3 separate regions of the Sus scrofa genome follow, and regions 2 and 3 are each linked to region 1. Evidence: chromatin contacts called from public Hi-C and promoter capture Hi-C data. All regions are on one chromosome and are shown on one strand. Each heading gives the region's core, a stretch centred on a gene start, on an enhancer-like site or on the middle of the called end of the contact. The rest is flanking DNA. Distances are from core to core; before and after follow the strand shown.

The links. Promoter capture Hi-C pulls out the DNA fragments that hold promoters and counts their contacts. A called contact is a pair of places that touch in the nucleus more often than the background predicts.
Region 2: a promoter capture Hi-C map of liver shows a contact between it and region 1, with 3 times the contacts expected there. The contact joins the promoter of CDKN2B here to the promoter of MTAP in region 1. A contact is called at or near these places in 1 of 5 promoter capture datasets (liver), 16 of 47 Hi-C or Micro-C datasets (adipocytes, adipose tissue, embryonic fibroblasts and 9 more) and 2 of 2 datasets of contacts at active chromatin or transcription factors (alveolar macrophages and skeletal muscle).
Region 3: a contact with region 1 is called in a Hi-C map of undifferentiated spermatogonia, with 2.3 times the contacts expected there. The contact joins the enhancer-like site here to the promoter of MTAP in region 1. A contact is called at or near these places in 2 of 47 Hi-C or Micro-C datasets (embryonic fibroblasts and undifferentiated spermatogonia) and 2 of 2 datasets of contacts at active chromatin or transcription factors (alveolar macrophages and skeletal muscle).

The regions. Positions count from the first base shown.
Region 1 is chr1:200,933,104-200,935,652 of Sscrofa11.1, forward strand. It overlaps MTAP (S-methyl-5'-thioadenosine phosphorylase), which reads right to left and starts at 1,286. Exons shown (of 8, transcript XM_003121879.4): 1 at 871-1,286. The coding sequence starts at 1,143.
Region 2 is chr1:200,760,055-200,762,603 of Sscrofa11.1, forward strand. It overlaps CDKN2B (cyclin dependent kinase inhibitor 2B), which reads left to right and starts at 1,274. Exons shown (of 2, transcript NM_214124.1): 1 at 1,274-1,436. The coding sequence starts at 1,302.
Region 3 is chr1:200,802,990-200,805,538 of Sscrofa11.1, forward strand. No RefSeq gene overlaps it. Among named protein-coding and RNA genes, the nearest start is that of P14ARF, 30 kb to the left of the region's middle. Within about 2 kb of position 1,277, at least 8 of the 83 cell types and tissues checked have an H3K27ac peak or open chromatin away from gene starts, as enhancers often do. A contact at or near this core is called in undifferentiated spermatogonia, where this site is marked.

The sequences.
Region 1 (2,549 bases), core at 36-2,535:
ACCAATGATAAACAGCCAAGAAGAGACCTTAAGTTTTATTATCAATTTATGTTTGTGTACTGTAATTCTCTCTCTTCCCAAGGCACCAACCTGGAAGAAGTGTTTAAAAGCCCCAGGAAAACTCGCTGCAATCTTCGGAACTCGCGCCCTCCGCCGGCAAAGCTCCCTCCACACAATGATCCCTTACACGGAGATCTCAGAGCCGAGGCACAAGGAAACTGATCTCTAACTTTCAAGGTTGCCAACAAAGCAATTCAAAGCCAGGGCCCTCCCAACAGGGAGTGGCCCAGTACCAGTACTTCCGTACTCTCTTTTCAGTATCGTAAAAAAGTATCAGAGTCCCCATAGCATTGCACAGCGGGGTGGGAGGTGGAAGTCGTGGGGACTTCTGAACTGAGGTCTACGTTTAGAAGAAGAAGGGAAAAAAAAAAAAAAAAAAAAAAAGCCGGAAGCTTACAAAAGAGCAAGCACGCAGCTCTCCCACGTGGGCTTCGGGCAAAGGGCCAGGTTAGAGCGGAAGTGTTGAGCCTGGGCAGGGCACCAGGAAGTCCCGGCAGTTGCAGGCACTCACCCACCTGGCACACCCGCAAGCCTTAGGCAGACAAATCTGCCCGAAAAGGAGTGGTGTTTGGGCGGGGATGGACGCAGTGCCCGCCTGCTGCCCCTCTTGGAAGGGGCTGCCCACGCCCTGCGCGCTGTGGGTGCAGAGATCAAAGGTTGGGGGACGCCTTTGCAATTATTTCCTCTCCCCGGCTCCCCGCCCCTGGGTTAACGGGCCCCAGAACCTCCCCGCCGCGGCGGGGGCGCACGGTTTACAGGCACGGTTACCCAGGATGGGAGGACTCCAGCCCCTGGGCCGGCTAATCTCACCTTCACGGCTGCAGCAGCGGCACTTAAGGCCATGTCTGTGCGAGGAAGAAGCAGTAGCCTTGCGGGGATTGCAGGAGCGGAGCGGGTTCCGGAGCTCAGCGCGGGACTGAGCAGCGAGGGCCCGGGGGCGGCTCTGGCTCCTCCTCTTCCTTCCCGGGACAGCTGGATTGGCTGCTGATGTGGGCTCTCCCCCGCCACCCCCCTCCTCATTTGGAGATTCCCGCGTCCAGCCCCTTTTGCAGACCTTTCCGGTTTTCCGTTGTTTTTTTCCATCCCCAATTTTAACTAATAGGCTCATGATAGTGATAATAATGGAGACCTCTTACTGAGCGCTCATGCTGTCCAGACACTGCGCTTTGCACTTTAATCAGCGCCGTTAACTTTCACAAGAACCCTACAAGTAGCACTCCCGGCTCCGTGTAGTATCAGCTGCCTGCTAATCTCTATAAAACCAGGCCCATCTGCATTCCACGAGTTCTGCAGGAAAGAAAAACCGTGGAGGGGAGGGAACAGGCTGTTTCTGAATATCACCTCCAGTTGCTAACGCGGGGCAGGGTGCAGTTGGCTCTTACCACCGGGACCCAAGTGGGTGTTTGCTCCTTTCCCTTAATTTGTAGGGGATAGAGCAGGGGTGGGCTTGACCCAAGACTTAGGGATGACGAAAAGAAACAGAGTCAGTGCTACTTACTGGGTAACCTTTTCGACCTACAAACTCTTTGAGGGGAGGCTTTTAAGGGGATGAAACCTTCCAAACTCCCAACCTGGTCCACAGCACCAGGGCTATACTTAACCTTCCCCACCCTGGGCAAAGTCCAGTATACCTACGTTCAGAATCCAGACTCAGGTCTTCATCACTGATCACTGGGTGGTCAACCCCCGCCCCAGGACCCACACACCTTACACTGACCCTCCACTGGCGTAATCCCTTACTCTCAGAACTCCCTGGATGGATTAAATTCTACTAAGCAAAATGCTGAGTGACAGTAGTGTACTGAGATACGGAAATATTGCAAATTACTCTGGGAATGGGAAGGTGGCTGTGAAGGAATGGACTTTCCTCTTTCCCTGGAGCAGCAAAACACTGAAACAAGACACAAGTATGTTTTCATTTAAAACATCACTGTTTGGGTGCGGCACGATGTACTGTTTCCTTAAGCAAAGACTTTGATTATTCTAGATTTAAATTTTCTTGCAACGTAAAGTTTTTTTTTTCTATTTCTTTTAAGCTATAAAATGAAATGGAGAAGAATTAAAGAAGAAGATTGGAAAGAGCAGGAGGCTGGGGATTCTTCATGAATGTAGTTTCTGAGAAACCTGACTGCTGATGGCCTTATTTTTGAGAGCCCACCACCGGGGGGTGAGGGGGGGAAACAATAGCAGGGACACAGATGCCTTGGGTGTTATGGCTGCTTCACAATTAGAGGATCTTGACCAAGTTATGTGCTTTGATGTGACCAGCAAGTCCAGTTTCTACTCAATACCACTTCCCTGCCAAAAGTTAGACTCTGTAAATTAGCTAAATCTTTAAGCATTAGAAGATCCTTTAGACAGGAAAGGGGTTGGAAACATACAAGGGTTAAAAACAAAATTCAACTGAGTAAATGTGAATGTCTGATAGGCTTTATTAGGCACGTCCTGAATCTAGTTGCTAGCATACCAGCTAGCAACCAGAAGGGCTC
Region 2 (2,549 bases), core at 24-2,523, 170 kb before region 1:
GACAGGTTCAGCCTGTTTAATGACAGGCCCAGTACCACACCCCTGTTTTATTATGTTTCATTATTACTGCATAATTTCTTTTATTACTCATGATAAATGTAAATCGAATACTTGCTGAGGTGGGTTTAAATAGGTAAGAGTGCAAACAAAAATAGGCCGTTCAAATATCATGAAACTGGGATCTCAGATTATTAAAATATATATTTATATTTTTTAAGTCTGATGTGTACCAGGTTGCAACTCTCAATCTCAAACTAGCTGGGGGCGGGGGTGTGTGTGTAAGGATTGTATACTTAATTTGAAGATGAAAATAATAAAAAGCACATTCAAAACAAGAATCTCAGGTCACTGAGACTGATTTTTGGCTGATTCAAATAGAAAGATTCCCCCCCACCCCCCAACAGATTACTATAGTTGATTCAAGATATGAAGCTAGTAAAGTTCAAGTTTCTGCCTGAGGATGACTTTAACCTGCATGACAGGTGAGAGTTGTCACTTTTAGACATCTAAAGAGAGATGATTTTATTTTAATAAATGCCTTTTTCTCAGCCTTTTGATTATACAGGGAGCTACTAAAGTCTCCAAATGAAACCAGCTAGTCCATGGCTGAAGGAATAGAAATCTTTTGCTCCGCCTGCTGGAGGGAGATTATTAGAAGCTGAGTGCATTGGTTCAGCCTTTCCAAAAAGCTTAGCCTAGGATTGCTGGACACGCCGCTACGAGTTGCACAGAGGGCTCTGATCTGCGGTGCCTGGCGCATGCGTCCCAGCACGGTCCGGCTCAGGCCCCACGCCCCTACCCTTGTCTTCCTGCAGCCTGCCAGGCCTCCCAGCCAGCGCAGTGGGACTTGGTCGCGCCAGCCGGATGGACAGGGGGCGGAGCCTAAGGAGGTGGGGAGAGCCCAGCCCCGCAGCCCCAGCTGGGAACCGTTTCAGCTCCAGCCCTCTCCACTCCGCCAGACTGAAGCTCGGCGGAGAGGACTTTACAACGCGCCCGCACTCTGAGGACAGAGCCGATTCGCGGGAGGTTGCGGCTGCGCGAGGCGCCTTTTCCTGGGCGCCACCGGGAAAAGCCCCACTTAACTACAGGCCACTCAGCCATTGTACGCCTTCCCTCCCCCCTCCCTCCTCAGCTCGCGGAAAGGGAACTGAAGCTTAGTTGAGCTCTTCCCGAGTGGGGAGAGCGGGCTAGAGAGAGGTGGGAAGAAAGCAGGAAGGGTGTTGCGAAGCTCACGGCGAGCGGAGGATTATCGGGGACAGTTTGCGTCTGGGGGCTGCAAAGTGAGCGAGGAGGACAAGGGCATGCTCAGTGGCGGCGGTGGAGATGCGGGCCTGGCCAACGCCGCGGCTCGGGGGCAAGTGGAGACCGTGCGTCAACTTCTGGAAGCCGGTGCGGATCCCAATGGACTCAACCACTTCGGGAGGCGCCCGATCCAGGTAGCTGGGGCTCTCGGACCTCGCCGACAGGGGGCGCACGACAGGTCCCTCCGTGGAATGCGGCTGGGACTGAGATCTCCCAGGCGGTGTGTCTCTCGCTGGAGTGTGGAGCTTAGGTGTAAAGCAGGTTTTCACCATCCAAAAAATTCTAAAGAAAGGGATTGGGAAACCCACTACTTCAATTTGGTTTTCTTTTAAATGGGAGGAAAAAGGACCAATATTTTCTCTCCCGTCGGAGATGCAAGGGATAGATTCAGTTGGGGAAGAAAGTGGGAAAGGAGAGGTTATTTGGCAAGAACTATTTGTCTTATGTTTGTCTTTCACCAAACAGCGCTCAACTTTCAATGACAGAGGTAATTAAATTACAAGTTACGCAATTTTGATTGGATTTAAGGAATCATACAAAATCATCATACATGAAAAAAATCACCCTGAACACTGTAATTTTTAAGCTATGATATGAATTTTTTTATTATTTCCTCATACAGGCGAATTGAATACAAAGAAATGACAGGATTCTTCAACTGCAGTACTTAATTCCTTCTTGTTAGCAGTATCTCTTGAGTGTTACATTAGACAAACTATATGTCTATCGATTTTTATTATCGTAATGAATGCTTGGATTACATAAGCTTCCCTGAAACTTTTAAATGGCAAAGGCCTCTTCATCGTTAATATTCATTTACTCAGTATGTTTAATTATTAATCCCGCTTTAGTGCTGATTTTTTTTATTTCTTTAAAATCTAAGGTAATGTTTTGTGCTTTACTGTTAACTATGATGGTCATATTTAGTATTTACCTCACTCACCTTCCAGAACCAAGCCATTATTAAGAAATCTTGTTAATTGTGTAGCTTTTAAAGAAAGTGTGTTTGTTCATTTTGAATTCATAGAAAGTGTTAAAGAAAATGAGGGACGGGTTAAAACAGCAAAAAATATTTAAAGTAGTTCTTAAAGACTTCAAATTATATTAGTAATTGTAAAAAGAGGTGTCTTTGTCATTTTAATTCACCATATTCTGGGATATTAAGAACCACTTTTCCCCCCTTCTCTATAGCTGAAATGCTCTTTACATCATGAGTAGAAATGATATAATTTTTAAAGGGAAGACAT
Region 3 (2,549 bases), core at 27-2,526, 130 kb before region 1:
TATGAAACCTTGAAAAAATTACATTTGATCGCCTTTCTCAGTGACAGGTTTTACATTCTAATTTATCACTTGGACCCTAAGCTTGTTTTGTTTTATTATTTTTCAAATGATTTTTATTTTTTCCATTATAGCTGTTTTACAGTGTTCTGTCAATTTTCTGCTGTACATCAAAGTGACCCAGACACACATACACATATACGTTCTTTTTCCCATATTATCCTCAACAAAGTCAATTCTGACACCTATCTTCTTAGTGTTTGCGTGTAGGGATGGGCCCTTGTAGCTTCCTATTCTGCCATTTCCACTATCCTTTGTTTTGTTTTGCTGTCGAACAGAATGGCTGGCGAAATGCCTCTGATGTGTTAAGTTCCTTCCTGCATCTATCCCCAATGACTGGGAACCAGTCCTCCATAGCCCACCTTCCTACTCTCTGAGTTACCTGTCCCCTCTGGTTCTGTGAATCCCCCTCTGGTTCTAACTCCCCTCCAAATATTCCCCACTACCCCCTTTGCACTTTTAGCATTCTAAGATCTTTTTCGCACTCTAAGATCTTTTTCGCACGCTAAGAGCTGGCTCTTCTCCTTTCTTCAACTCTCTCTCCCTCCACCCTCCTTCCTCCTCCTCCCCCCCTTCCTTCTTCCTCCTCGTCCCCACCACGTCTCTTTCTCTCTCCTCCTTCAGAGATTCAGAGCTACTTCACAGTCATTCCCCTGCCGCTTGCCCCAGACTACGCGCCCTGAACCTGGGCAAGGGAGGCGGGAGGGGTGGAACAGGCAGTCACTTGAAGACCCTAGGGCCTCCCGCCCGGATTAGTTTGTTTTGGGCTGTTGCAGAACAGGGCGTGCACGTGCGCATCTCAGGAACCCGCAGAGCGCGGGCCCCGCCCCCGCCGCCGCCGCCGCCGCCGCCGCCGCCGCCAGGATGTGGATGTGAAATGCGCGACTGCGCCCGGGCCCCTTGCGCGGGCCGAGAAACTGGAGAGGGGTGTTCTCTGTTTAAAAAAAAAAAAAAAAAAAAACCCCAAAAAAACAAAAAACAAAAACCAGAAACGAGCTAGCGAGAAAGAAGGAAGAGGAGAGAAAGGATGAGAAATTATAACCAAGGTTATAGGGGCCCAGAAGCTGGAAGGAAGGCTTCGGGACCTCCGCTCGGCTCTGAGGCCGGAGGAGGGGCTTTTCCGTAATAACGGACGAAACTTTGGAGCCAGCCAGCCGTTAAGGAAAGCAAAAAAAGGTACTGTTGGACTGAGGCACATTCCAGCTTCAGTGGGGAGCGCCCCGAGCGCGGCGAGCTGGGAACCCGAGGCCCGGAGAAGAGCCTTAAGATTCGGGCCTCCTCTACCAGGTGACCGCGTCTCCCAGCTGCCCGGGCAGCGCCGGCGCGAAGGGCGGCCGGCGCCTGCTGCCAGATCTCACGTACTCGATTTAAGCAATAATGTTCAAGCTATAAGCAGACTTACATATTTTTAAATGAATGTTATTATTCCCTTTTTTCTATTTGAACTTTTCTTGGAGTGAATTTCTTACAATAATTTAGTCGTTTTCTGACTTGTCTCAGTTGTCTTTTCCTTAAATAGCTGACTTAATTATTGGCTGTTACCACGGGTTCTATCTGTAGACGGCTTGGTCTTAAAGAATTGTTTCCCCTGAGGGGTCGCAGCCAAGGAACAAGGCTTTCTATGGACCCCTCTCTGAAATTATTTACGTTATCCCCTGTGTTTACTAATATTTTTAAGGTATTTCGGAGCAAATTGAGAATAATATTCTCTAACCTCTGTCTCTGTTCAGGTGGATAATGTAGCTGTCCCAGATTCTGTTTGCACTCCATTTACTATAAAAATATATGTGAGATCTGGGGGAGAATGTGAAGAGTTCTGCCTCCGTAAGTAATTTTCTTTTCTTTGATTCACTCAAGAAATATTCAGCACCTCTTGTATGCCACGCAGTGTGCTACGCAATAAGAGTACAGGACTCACCGTCTCTAAGGAAAGATAAAACAAGACAGAAAGTACTGGTGGTGGTCGTAAATCTTTCAGTGTTCTGTTCTAAAGCTACCTTCTTAGGAAATCTTTCCCTTTATACAAAGACAAATGTCTTAACATACTGAAACCACACTTGTTTTCCTACCAAGCCAAACACCCTTAATTTGGTAAAGATTGTCAAAAAGATTTTATAATAAATAAAACAACGAATCAACATGTAAACTCTACCTAGAAGCTACTGGTAGTATTTTTTCTTTATTGGAACTGAGGAGGGAGAGAGAAAGAGAAATCGTGCTCCCCTCATTATGAATCATGTAATGAAATGACTTTTGTTGTTGTTAACTCAGATGAGAAAGCTCTTGTTACACATAAAATTTGAAGTTAGCAATCCATGAGGCAAATCTCAGGATTCTTCTACCTGCCAACTTCTAAATCACCATTAGTTGGCATATAATTTTAAAGCTGCTTTAACATGTAAACCGTTTTTTATTAGTTGCCATACTTTCAAGCCTTATATAGGAATAGTAAGACAAAACAGATTTGGCCTTAGAAATTAAGGAGTCTGTCT